Linked DNA regions of Arachis hypogaea: region 1 is linked to region 2. The links are chromatin contacts, called in public Hi-C maps. All regions are on one chromosome and are shown on one strand. Each heading gives the region's core, a stretch centred on a gene start, on an enhancer-like site or on the middle of the called end of the contact. The rest is flanking DNA. Distances are from core to core; before and after follow the strand shown. Region 1 has its middle 21 kb from the start of LOC114927527. Region 2 holds the start of LOC112791126.

Region 1 (5,114 bases), core at 25-2,524, 96 kb after region 2:
TATTTCAGGTTGGTTTGCGTTAAGAAGTTTAGCTGTTTTATTCGAGAAGACACCATAACTTGTCTATCTTTTAATAGAATTTTATTTTTATTTTCAATTGTGTTGACTGTTGAATTTTTAAACTTTTTTAATTGTTGTATTTAAATTCTTTTTGTCGTTAAATTTCATTAGAGCAAAACTTTGTTAGTTATTGTGTATTTGTGTTGGTCGATTTCAATGTTATTACTTTGTGAAATAGTACGATAGTATTTTTTTAATTGGTTGAAAAATTCGAACAAACCGAATCAAATCAAACCGATTTTAATTAGTTTGGTTTGGTTCGGATAGTTTCGATAAAAAAAAAGAATCAAACCGAACCGCAGTTCAATTAGATATTCGAATCGGATGATTTTTTTCTTAAAAATCGAACCAAACCGTACCGCAAACATCCCTACTTATATATTGGAGTCATTAGGGTTTGGAATATTTATTTGAAAAATCTGTTAAAATTCTCAGATCTCATTATAGAAAATTAAAAAAATTTAATAAGTTGCTAGCCTTTTTTTATGCGGGGAAAATCTAGACGGTTCCAATGATTGATGAATGCAGTAGCAGTGGTGTTGACAATACAAAATAACTTGTTAAATTCATTTATGAGAAATCACTTATTTTTTGAATTGATCCTGAATTTTTTAATTAAATTTATTTTTAAAATATTTTAAATTAATCACATTAATTTTTTTGTCATTTATTTTATTAAGTATATTAAAATTTACTAATGTAACACATTAATGACATTACAATATACATTAGAAATTTTAATTTTTATTAACATAATAAATTTATAAAATTAGATCAAATTAAAATTTAATTAAAAAGACTTTAAAATATTAAAATCTTTCAATTTAAAATTGATTTAATCTAATTTTATAAATTTATTATATTATTTATCAATTAAAATTATTAAATGTGTATTGTGTTATTATTTAACATATTATATCTATAAATTCTAACGCCATTAACAATAAAATAATAAATAAACTAATATGATTAATTTAAATTTTTTAAAAATAAATTTAACTAAAATAATTTTCAAAAATTAATTTAAAAAATAAATAATTTTTGAAGCACTAATTTGATCCTTTACGTGAAAATATAAGTTTCAGGCTTTTCCTGTAAGAAACCAGAAAGTTTCATAATGCACAATTGCGAAAGATTTGAGTGTAGATGTAACCCGTGACTTCTCTGGTCTCTGGACACATACTACCGGACAAGAAGAAAAACAATAGATATTTTTACCAATTTTTCCTAACTTATTAGGCTTTTTGCTATCTGTATTGCAATAATTATGCCTAGCCTATAGTAGGAGAGACTATTCTTACATATGTAACAGCAGCATGGACCAGACCAAACTACCTAATTATTAGTTCTACATATCACGAGTCCTACAACGTAATTTTATTTAAAAAAAAAAATAGAATTTCTGTATCTAGGTTATTTTTTTCATATAAAAATAATTATGGTATAATTCAACTAAATAAACGTATATAAAATATTTATATTATTATAATCAGTAATAAATTCAAAAATTTTTTAAAATGAGATAAAAATATATATACTAAAATAAATTTTATTAAACATTATTAATTATATAGAGATATAAAAATTAAAAAGAGTTAATAAATATTTTCATTCTCAAAATATATATTATTTATTATATATAATTTATAAAAAAATATTTTTTATTTTTAAAATTTAAACTTAAAACATCTTAGTTAAACTATAAATAATTTATTATTCTAACTAATTTTTTTAATATATATTTAATAATAAAAGATTGAATCAATTGACACATTAGCGCCTAATAATACACTAATATTTATAATTTAAAACTAAAATTATATATAAATACCAAAAAATTAATCTGTATATAAAAAGTATATTTATATAAAATAACAAAAACTTAATTTACAATTTTTTCTTTTTTTTAAATAATTAAATTTGTTATATATTTTTTAATTTAATTTTAATATAATATTAGATGAAAGATTTTATACATCTATTTAATTATATATTGTAATTAAAATATTTTTCTATTATTATTTCTAAAATAAAAAAATATATTCTAAATTAATAAATTAATCAATTTATTTTAAAATTTTATATATAACATAGGTACATATAATAGAACAAAAAATAAATAATAAATAATAAAAATGAATAAATCAAGAATAAAATAAAATATATAAAATCATGAAAAGAATAAAATATTATATTAATATTTATACTATAATTATTTGAATTAAAATTTGCAATTGATAATATCAAAAAGAGAAACAATGAAATTAAAAGATACATAGAATCGTGGAGGGTTATATAAAAAAACATGAAGAATTTGAAATTTATATTTTGATGAAGAGAATATGACAACTAGATAAGGAATAGAAAAAGAAAGTTAAAAATATAAAAAATAAGAGAATTTAAAAGAATAAAAAAGTGGTAACACAAGAATTAAATTTGATTAGGTTAAATAATAGTCAAAATAATAAAAAAATAAATTTAAGATTTTAGCCAATTAAATTTAATTTATTTATAGTTGACTCATCTAAAATTTGAAATAGGACACATTATATATAATTATTTTTTTTAAAAAAATTGAAAATACTGTAGAGACAAATGCCCTCTCGTAGTTGTGACTGGGTCCGTACTTGATTATGGTGTTAGTCAAAACTGCAATCTGCATTTTACTTTTTCACTTTGTTTTCTTTATATATAAAACAAATAATTCAAATGCATGTTGCGTTTTGGATTGGCTTTTTTTTAATTTTTTTAAAATAGTAAAACACAAGTTACGTTTTAAATGTATAAATTTTTTTTTATCAAAAACTGTAAAATACAGCTTGTATTTTGTACAAAAAAAATATTTTAATTGAGGATATTGCTTATAAATATTAAACTCAATTCATATGGATTTGTACCTCACTTTCATTTCTATTCCTCTTTTTTTCATATATTTCATATTTGTAAGTTTTTTTAGCAATTAATTGTGTCAAAAAAAGTTGAGTTAGATAAAGTTGGGGTTATAAAAGGTATTGCAAAATTGCGACTGTATTATAACGGTGAGATTTTATCAAACACACACGAAATGGTGACTTTTGTTTGTGAATGTCTGTTTTCATTTGCTATTTCATGCACCATGAGTTTTGTAAAGTTGCAAAATGGTCTTTGTGAGAACATACAAAATCACATTTTGAAGAGGGTGAACAACATTTTATACAAAAATCATGTACAAGTATTTGATAGGTTGACACAGTTTCAAATAATGTCCATCACTGGTGACGCATTTATGCAACAAATATTCTATATTTATCAACAAACCTGATTTCATGTGTCGTTGATAGAACTGTATGTTAAGTTTGAACAGCATACGGGGCTAGACGCGGTTGATGAGGAGATCAATGTTGATGGCTCGGGGATATAGGTTGGGAAGAAGATAACAACGATAGTGAAGGGGAGTTCGAAGCGAACTACGAAGTCGATGATAAAAACAATGACGGAGACCTAGCAGACAATCCGGCGGTGCAAAATGAAACAGATGTGATTGTAAACCAGCACCTCTTTAGTGTTCCGTCTTTTATACGAACTCTGGATCTCGCAAATATGCATGCCTCAGAATTTCCTGAGTATGCAAATATAGGTATGTTATAGTTATTAATTAAAGTTACCATTGCCATTTCTTTTATTTGCTTTGACCGACTAACGGTGGTTTGCGTGTCATATGTGAAGGTAATGTTGCGCGAAAAATGGTGAGTTTAGTGTCGGAATGGAATTTTGTTCTAGAGAGTTTGTGATATCTACAATCAAAAGCTACACTATCTTTAGAGGAGTTGATTACACTGTGTATGAGTCTGAACCGCAGACATTCTATACAAAATGCAAGGATTATGGTATAGGGTGCGATTGGCTTATCTGAGTTAGCTTGATTTGAAAGAAAGGTTGTTGGGAGATCAGGAGATACAATGGTAAACACATGTGCACCATGGAGACGATTTCACAAGATCATGCCAAGTTGGACTCAGACACAATTGTAGATGCTATTAAGCCGTTGGTTGAAGCAGACTCGTCGATAAAAGGTGAAGTCTATTATTGCAGAAGTTCAATCCAAGTTCAACTACACTGTAAGTTACCGCAAGGCTTGGTTGGTAAAGCAAAAATCTGTAGTAAAAATTTTCGGTGATTGGGAAGTTTCTTACCAGACTCTGCCAGTATGGTTGAAAGTAATGACTGCAAAGATGCGAAAGTGTCGTGTTCAAATAAAAACGCTCCCCGTTTATCGTGAAAGTGAGGAGGTTCAAGGTGTAAGAGTTCTTCATCACATTTTTTAGAGCTTCTATCCATGTATTGTAGTATTTAGACACTGCAAGTCGTTGGTACAGGTTAATGGTACACACTTGTACGAAAAATATAAAGGTGTACTTTTAGTTACAGTGGCACAAGATGGAAACCAAAACATTGTGCCTATTGCATTTGCGATAGTCGAGGGTGAGACGGTAGACGCGTGGGAGTTTTTCCTAACTAATTTACAGAGATATGTTGTTACCATTGATGATGTGGGTATTATTTCTGACAGCTGTCCATTGACGCAACAAGAGGTTGCAGTAACGGTGCATGATTACCACTAAGAGCGTGACACATGTTCTGCATCAGACACATCGGGTTTAACTTCTTAAGTAGGTTCAAGGTTCCATATTTGCATAAACTCGTGGTTAACACATGTATTTGAATTCACTGTTATGGTCCTATTCATAGTAATTTTGTTGCATCTGCTTATGATTACATGGTTTGTTATACAAGCTATTCTAGGACGGAACAAGAGTACAACAAAAATTACCAAAGGCTTAAAGAGTGGAGTGAGGCATATACTCAATGATTTGATTAGATCGACGTTCAGAGATGAGTATTGGCATTCAACGGGGGTCATCATTGGAGACATATATAACGAAAAACTTGGTAGAGTGCATAAATTCTGTCCTGAAGAGTGTACGCAACCTTCATGTGACTGCCATTGTTAGGTCTACTTTCTATTGGCTAAATAAATTGTTTACTCGGAAGAGCGTCGAGGATAATGAGCGTGT
Region 2 (5,586 bases), core at 1,498-3,997:
AGGAGAATATATACGCCATATAGGTACTTTAAGTAATAGATTAGAAATTCAATTTGTACACAAACACTGTACACTAGTTGACATGCAAGCATCAATTTCGTTGACCCTCAATTGTCAATCATATTCTAGGAAGCATATTGGAATAACTTCATGAAAAGGAAAAGTTCAATTATTTCTCTTATCAATTTATCAGGCATAATATATATTGAGTTATATAGAGCCCATTCAACTTGTTTGGATTTTAAATATATTATTATTTGGTTGGTAAATCAAATCTGGAATTTAGAATGTTTTGAAAAAAAAAAGGTTTGAAAATAAAATAAGATTTAACATTTAAAAAAAATCTCACAGCTAGCTATAGCTAGTTATGTGTTTAATTACTCCATACATCTTATTAAAGTTAATCTAATTTTATCTCTGACGATGATAAAATCGAAGACAATGACTTGATAATATTATCATTGATTGTGAGGGCGTCTCCCCTTCTCTACCGCAGCTTGGTCTCCATACTAGCATTAATTGAAAAACCATAAATACACACACAGCGTGATACTTTACGTCTTATTCATTGCTAATGTAGGCCAATCATATCAAGTTCGTCGTCGGTGGATCAGGTTGCCATTATGAATAATAAATAGAATTTAGTTAAAGACACATCATAAATTTATAATTAATAAAAAATGTTAAATATTTTTATTTAATAAATAAATAAATAATTTAAATTATTTATATTTTTAATAAAAAAAATTATCTTATAATCTTAACGTGGAATTTTAGAACATAAATATATTTTAAAACTTAAGAACAAGAGAGTCATGATTTTACTTTTAATTATACATACCTTCTCGTCGAAGCCGTTGACATAATTCACAGTGCCACCTCCACAAATGGAGGGTGGCGAAGAATTCAACCGGTACAGTGCCTTGTTCATGAGGAGAATCCCCGGCGTGTCAGGACCACCAACAAACTTGTGCGGACTCAAGAACACCGCATCATACCAATCATCCCTCTCCTCTCTCCTCATGCAAATCTCCACATATGGCCCACTATATACATTGGTTCATGAATTTATTAGATACTATGACATGTTTAATTAAACTGTATTGTTTAATATAATATGTGTACATATTTTGACTATCATATTTATATGAAGAGACTGCGTACCTTGCTGCAAAATCAAAGCATGCAAAGGCGTTGTATTGATGAAGAAGGCGAGCAATGGCTGGTGTGTCGGAGTTTATCCCGGTGACATTGCTACAAGCAGAGAAAGATCCCAACAATGGTCTTTTGGTATTTTTGTAGGCCTCAAGTTGTAGCTTAAGGGCATCCATGTCTAGCAAGCCTTCATCATCGAGGCCAATCTCAACTACTTCGGCCAAGCTTTGCCGCCATGAAAGCAGGTTGGAATGGTGCTCGTAGGGTCCCACAAACACAACCCATCTTTCTTCTTTGCTGAGGCTCTTTACCACCCTTTCTCTCAGAATTGAGGGCACCGCGATGCCCATTACTTCTTGGAGCCTCTTGATGGCTGCGGTTGTCCCCGAACCACAGAATATGATTGCATTTTCTTCACCACCTCCTAAGCATTCCTTAATGTACTCGCTTGCTTCATGCAAAATTCTTGTGCTTCTACTTCCCACATAACTGTCACACGTGTGAGTATTGCCTATACACACGAATTAAATACCACTCATTGTTATTAAATATTCATAAACATAGTTTTATTAACCTAATTTTTAATTAGTAGTTACTCACGTAAAAGTTATTTTTGTACCAGACCACACTCTAATAAAAATAGTTAATACTAATAATTTTCAATTCTATAATCTTAGTCAAATAACTTCAAGATTGTGATAATTAAAAATTTTAGTTAAAAAACAAAAAAAGCATAAAAAAATTAATTAAATTTAATAAAAAAATAATTTATTCACCTAACATTTTCTTCTTAGTTATTTTGTTCACATAAAAACAACTTGACACGATCATTTTACTTATATGATTTATAACAAAAATTATATTTAAACTTGGGGTTTAATAATTTCAAACAAGACAATTGTTATTTTATTTAATTTTTTTTCCTGAGAAATTGTTGATTGATGAAATACAGGTTCTTTAAGTGATCGATAGATGTGCATATATATAGAAAGGAATTGTGCGAACATACATACCATAAAAAGGAAGAACATGTTTGATGATGAAATCTTCATTGTATTGAAGGCTGCGACCTGAAGCAGTGTGATCAGCATATACAAGTTCTCTTCTTCCAAATGGAGAATAGAACTCAGCAGCGTTACCTATCATCTGAGATCTAAGCCAACGAAGCTTTTCCTCAACAGATTCATTATTATTACATGGTAGTTCCATCTTTACAAGCATCTTAAAGCTTTCAAAATGGTTGCACAAATCAACGTTACTCGTTTCTGATTTGGATGAAACTACCCAATCATCATTATCAATAATGCTTGGTTCAATAAATATGGGTTTCTCTGCTAATAACGTCTTCTCAACCTCCATGTTGACAATAAAACAATGATTCAAGAATTGAAAACAACACACTCACAAGAAGATGGGAGCAACGAGACGGCTTTTATAGAGTTGCAAACCTTAGCTTATATATGGATATTATACATATTTTTAGTTGACATTTAATACATTATTTTACATTTATATTATATTATGGGTAGCATAAGCCGCGTGGCGAAACTCTTGTAGATTTTGATTTTCAATTCCAACCTAAGGTTTTATTTCTCTTTCCTTAGGCGGTTAGTTGCTTGTTAAATGCACTCTTCTTCTTCTTTTATAATTATTACTATTATTATTATCATTATTATTATTATTAAGAGAGACAAGGCAGTAGATAAAGATAAAATCTATTATTTGTCTGTACATTTAGTTAAAGAGTATAATTTAAGTACATGAGAAGATAATTTGGATAAGAGAAAAGGTTGGATGATTTGTTGAAAAATAAATTTATCGGATTCCCCCAAACACTTCCTTTATTAAGCTGAATTCGGATATCTCTATTACAAAGGAGGATCAAATGATTTGTGAAGGTCTATTGGGTGTGTTTATTTGAAGTGAAAATGAGACTAAGGAAAAAAAGAAAAAAATAAATTAAAAAATAGCTATTTTTTTGTTTGGTTGAATAAAAAAATTTAAAGAAAATGAATAGTATAAAAAAAGTAGGTAGAATTCTTGAAATTTTTTTCCTCCGTATATTCGATGGAAAATGAAAGGAAAATATATTTAGTATTAATATTTTAATATTATTTTCTATTTTTAATTATTTTAAAATATATAAAAATAAAATTATTCTTTCATAATATTATATACTATTTTTTTTTATCTTAATATATTTAAGAAAAATAAAATTTTACTCTTTTTTTTCTTTTTTTATTTTTTTTTCTCTTTTTTTCCTTCTAACTAAACAAAGTCTAAGAGATCACAAAAGTAATTTTTTAGTGTCATAGTACAAATTTAGGTAACTGTACGGTAATTAGAGTAGAATTCTAAAGTATTTTGTTAGATTTGGACATGACTATAAATTTTAGGTAAATGAATAATGTGTATAAAAGTATATTCTAAAATAGTAGTAAGTTTCTATTGCCTTTAAAAAATTGTCGAATTGCACTCTATAAAAGTAGGATTCCGCTAGGGAGAAAATGGACTATTTGTACAATGTGTAACCAAGGATCGAACTCTTGACCTTTTAGATCTAGCGCTTTAATACCATGCATGATACCACTCATCCCAAAAGATTCAGCTGAGGAAAAATGTAACACTAATAATTATATATCTAATACTTCATAAACCTCCATTGTACACATTGTATAAATATTTCATTGGCTCCTCATACTTTTCCATAAAAGTATTAGTTTTGGTTATTAAAGTATATTGCAATAAATTACATAATTGGAATATTTATCATAAATTCTGAAAAGCGAATGCTTGTACATATAAATTAGTATGACAAAAATATGAACTTTAATTGGAATGTCATTTTTTTCCTCATGTATCTCTTTAAATTTTTATGTAGACTTTGTTAAAATTACATTTTTTAGGACCCTTCTATCTTTTTTTTTTTGAGTTTTATGTCCCATTCTCTATAAAAATTATATTATTTGGAGTATTAAAACAAACAAAATATAATAAAATAAACTAGCTATTTTGAAATATGAGATTCTTTAATTACTTATCATAAGATTACATAGAAACAAAAATGAGAAGGATATATATATTATAAATTAAAGTGTAGGGTAGTGGAGTAGAACGAGTTAATCCGTTTGCCACTCCTACTAAATACTAAAGAGTGAGTAACTTTGTATTGGTGATGAGTTTTTGCCATTTTATATCTACTCTATTACTTTATTTTTTAAATACATGAGCTGAGTGAAGTGATCCATCTAAGTATATATTAGACATATTTGATGTGTGTATAGGATTAACTCGACTTAATACTAAGGACTAACTCAATTTAATATTAAGCCTTAAGGGAAAAAAAAAAGAAAATTGATAAAATCTTAAAAAAATGTTGAGTACTGTCAGATTTATTGTTCAAAAGAGGAATAAAATTCTATAACAAGAAAAACGTTGAGTACCATTGAATTTACTGTCGGTTTAGCGTTGCACATTAGCGTCAGCTTTACCGACGAATTCACAGACAGTTTTGACATGGATTTCATTGGATCAAATCGTTACTGGCGGATTTCGATTTCCGACGATAAATTTGTCGATAATACTTGGAAGGAAAATGAAAGAAATAGGCACGAAATGTTACGTGAAATTTACTGTCAGAATAATCTGTCGGTAAACCCATTTCAGTGAAATGCTGCATTTCGGTCATTTGCAACGAGTTACCGGCGGATCCGCTGGTAAATCCGATGGTAATGAGCCTTAAAATTCAAAGCGTGAACCCCTCTACCCCTTTAATTTGAAGCTACTCTCTCTAACCTCTCTTCTCCCTTTCTCTCTCTAGTCGTGTCTGAATCTCGCCGACACCGTCAACCCCATCTCCGCTGCCACCGACGCCACCTCCCTCCTCTCCTTGCACCTCCCGTTTGCCACAATGTCTCCATTGCAGCCGCCATTGCGAACCCTGACCTCCGTTGTAGCCACTGCTCTTCTCACTACCAACAAGCGCCATTCTTCGTGTCGCCAGCTTCATCATCCGTTGTCAGGTCTAGCTTTGTCATCGTCTTCCAGGTCCAGGATAGTTAATTTTTTCTTGCTTAATTTTTGTTTTATTTTTAACCTAATTTTCATAAAAAAGAAAATGTGATTTGGTTAACTTATTTGATTTTGGAGTGTTGGAAATACAATATGCTTTGACAAATAACAGTTTGTAAGTCACACATACCTTTTGGTCAATATATGAAAATTTTTAATTTCATACGGTCTTCGTTAATCATTTAGCTAAATTAAACAAAATTATCGTCAAAGCATGACAAAAAAATACAAGATTATCAAATAGGATAACTCTAAGTGTATGTCACATGAAATTGTGTTAGAAGTTCATAAATTAAAATTGGAACACTACTAAAACTCGGTTGCTCATGTGCGTGTAGGCAAAAGCTTCTCTCATTTTTA

Evidence for each region. Hi-C and Micro-C count contacts between places; a contact is called where the count stands out from the background.
Region 1: a contact with region 2 is called in a Hi-C map of leaf, with 4 times the contacts expected there. The contact joins the enhancer-like site here to the promoter of LOC112791126 in region 2. A contact is called at or near these places in 2 of 8 Hi-C or Micro-C datasets (both in leaf).

The regions. Positions count from the first base shown.
Region 1 is chr3:120,790,222-120,795,335 of arahy.Tifrunner.gnm2.J5K5, forward strand. No RefSeq gene overlaps it. Among protein-coding and RNA genes, the nearest start is that of LOC114927527, 21 kb to the right of the region's middle. Within about 2 kb of position 1,275, at least 2 of the 3 cell types and tissues checked have open chromatin away from gene starts, as enhancers often do.
Region 2 is chr3:120,692,373-120,697,958 of arahy.Tifrunner.gnm2.J5K5, forward strand. LOC112791126 reads right to left here and starts at 2,748. Exons shown (of 5, transcript XM_025833845.3): 1 at 2,169-2,748; 2 at 1,165-1,666; 3 at 842-1,046. The coding sequence starts at 2,514.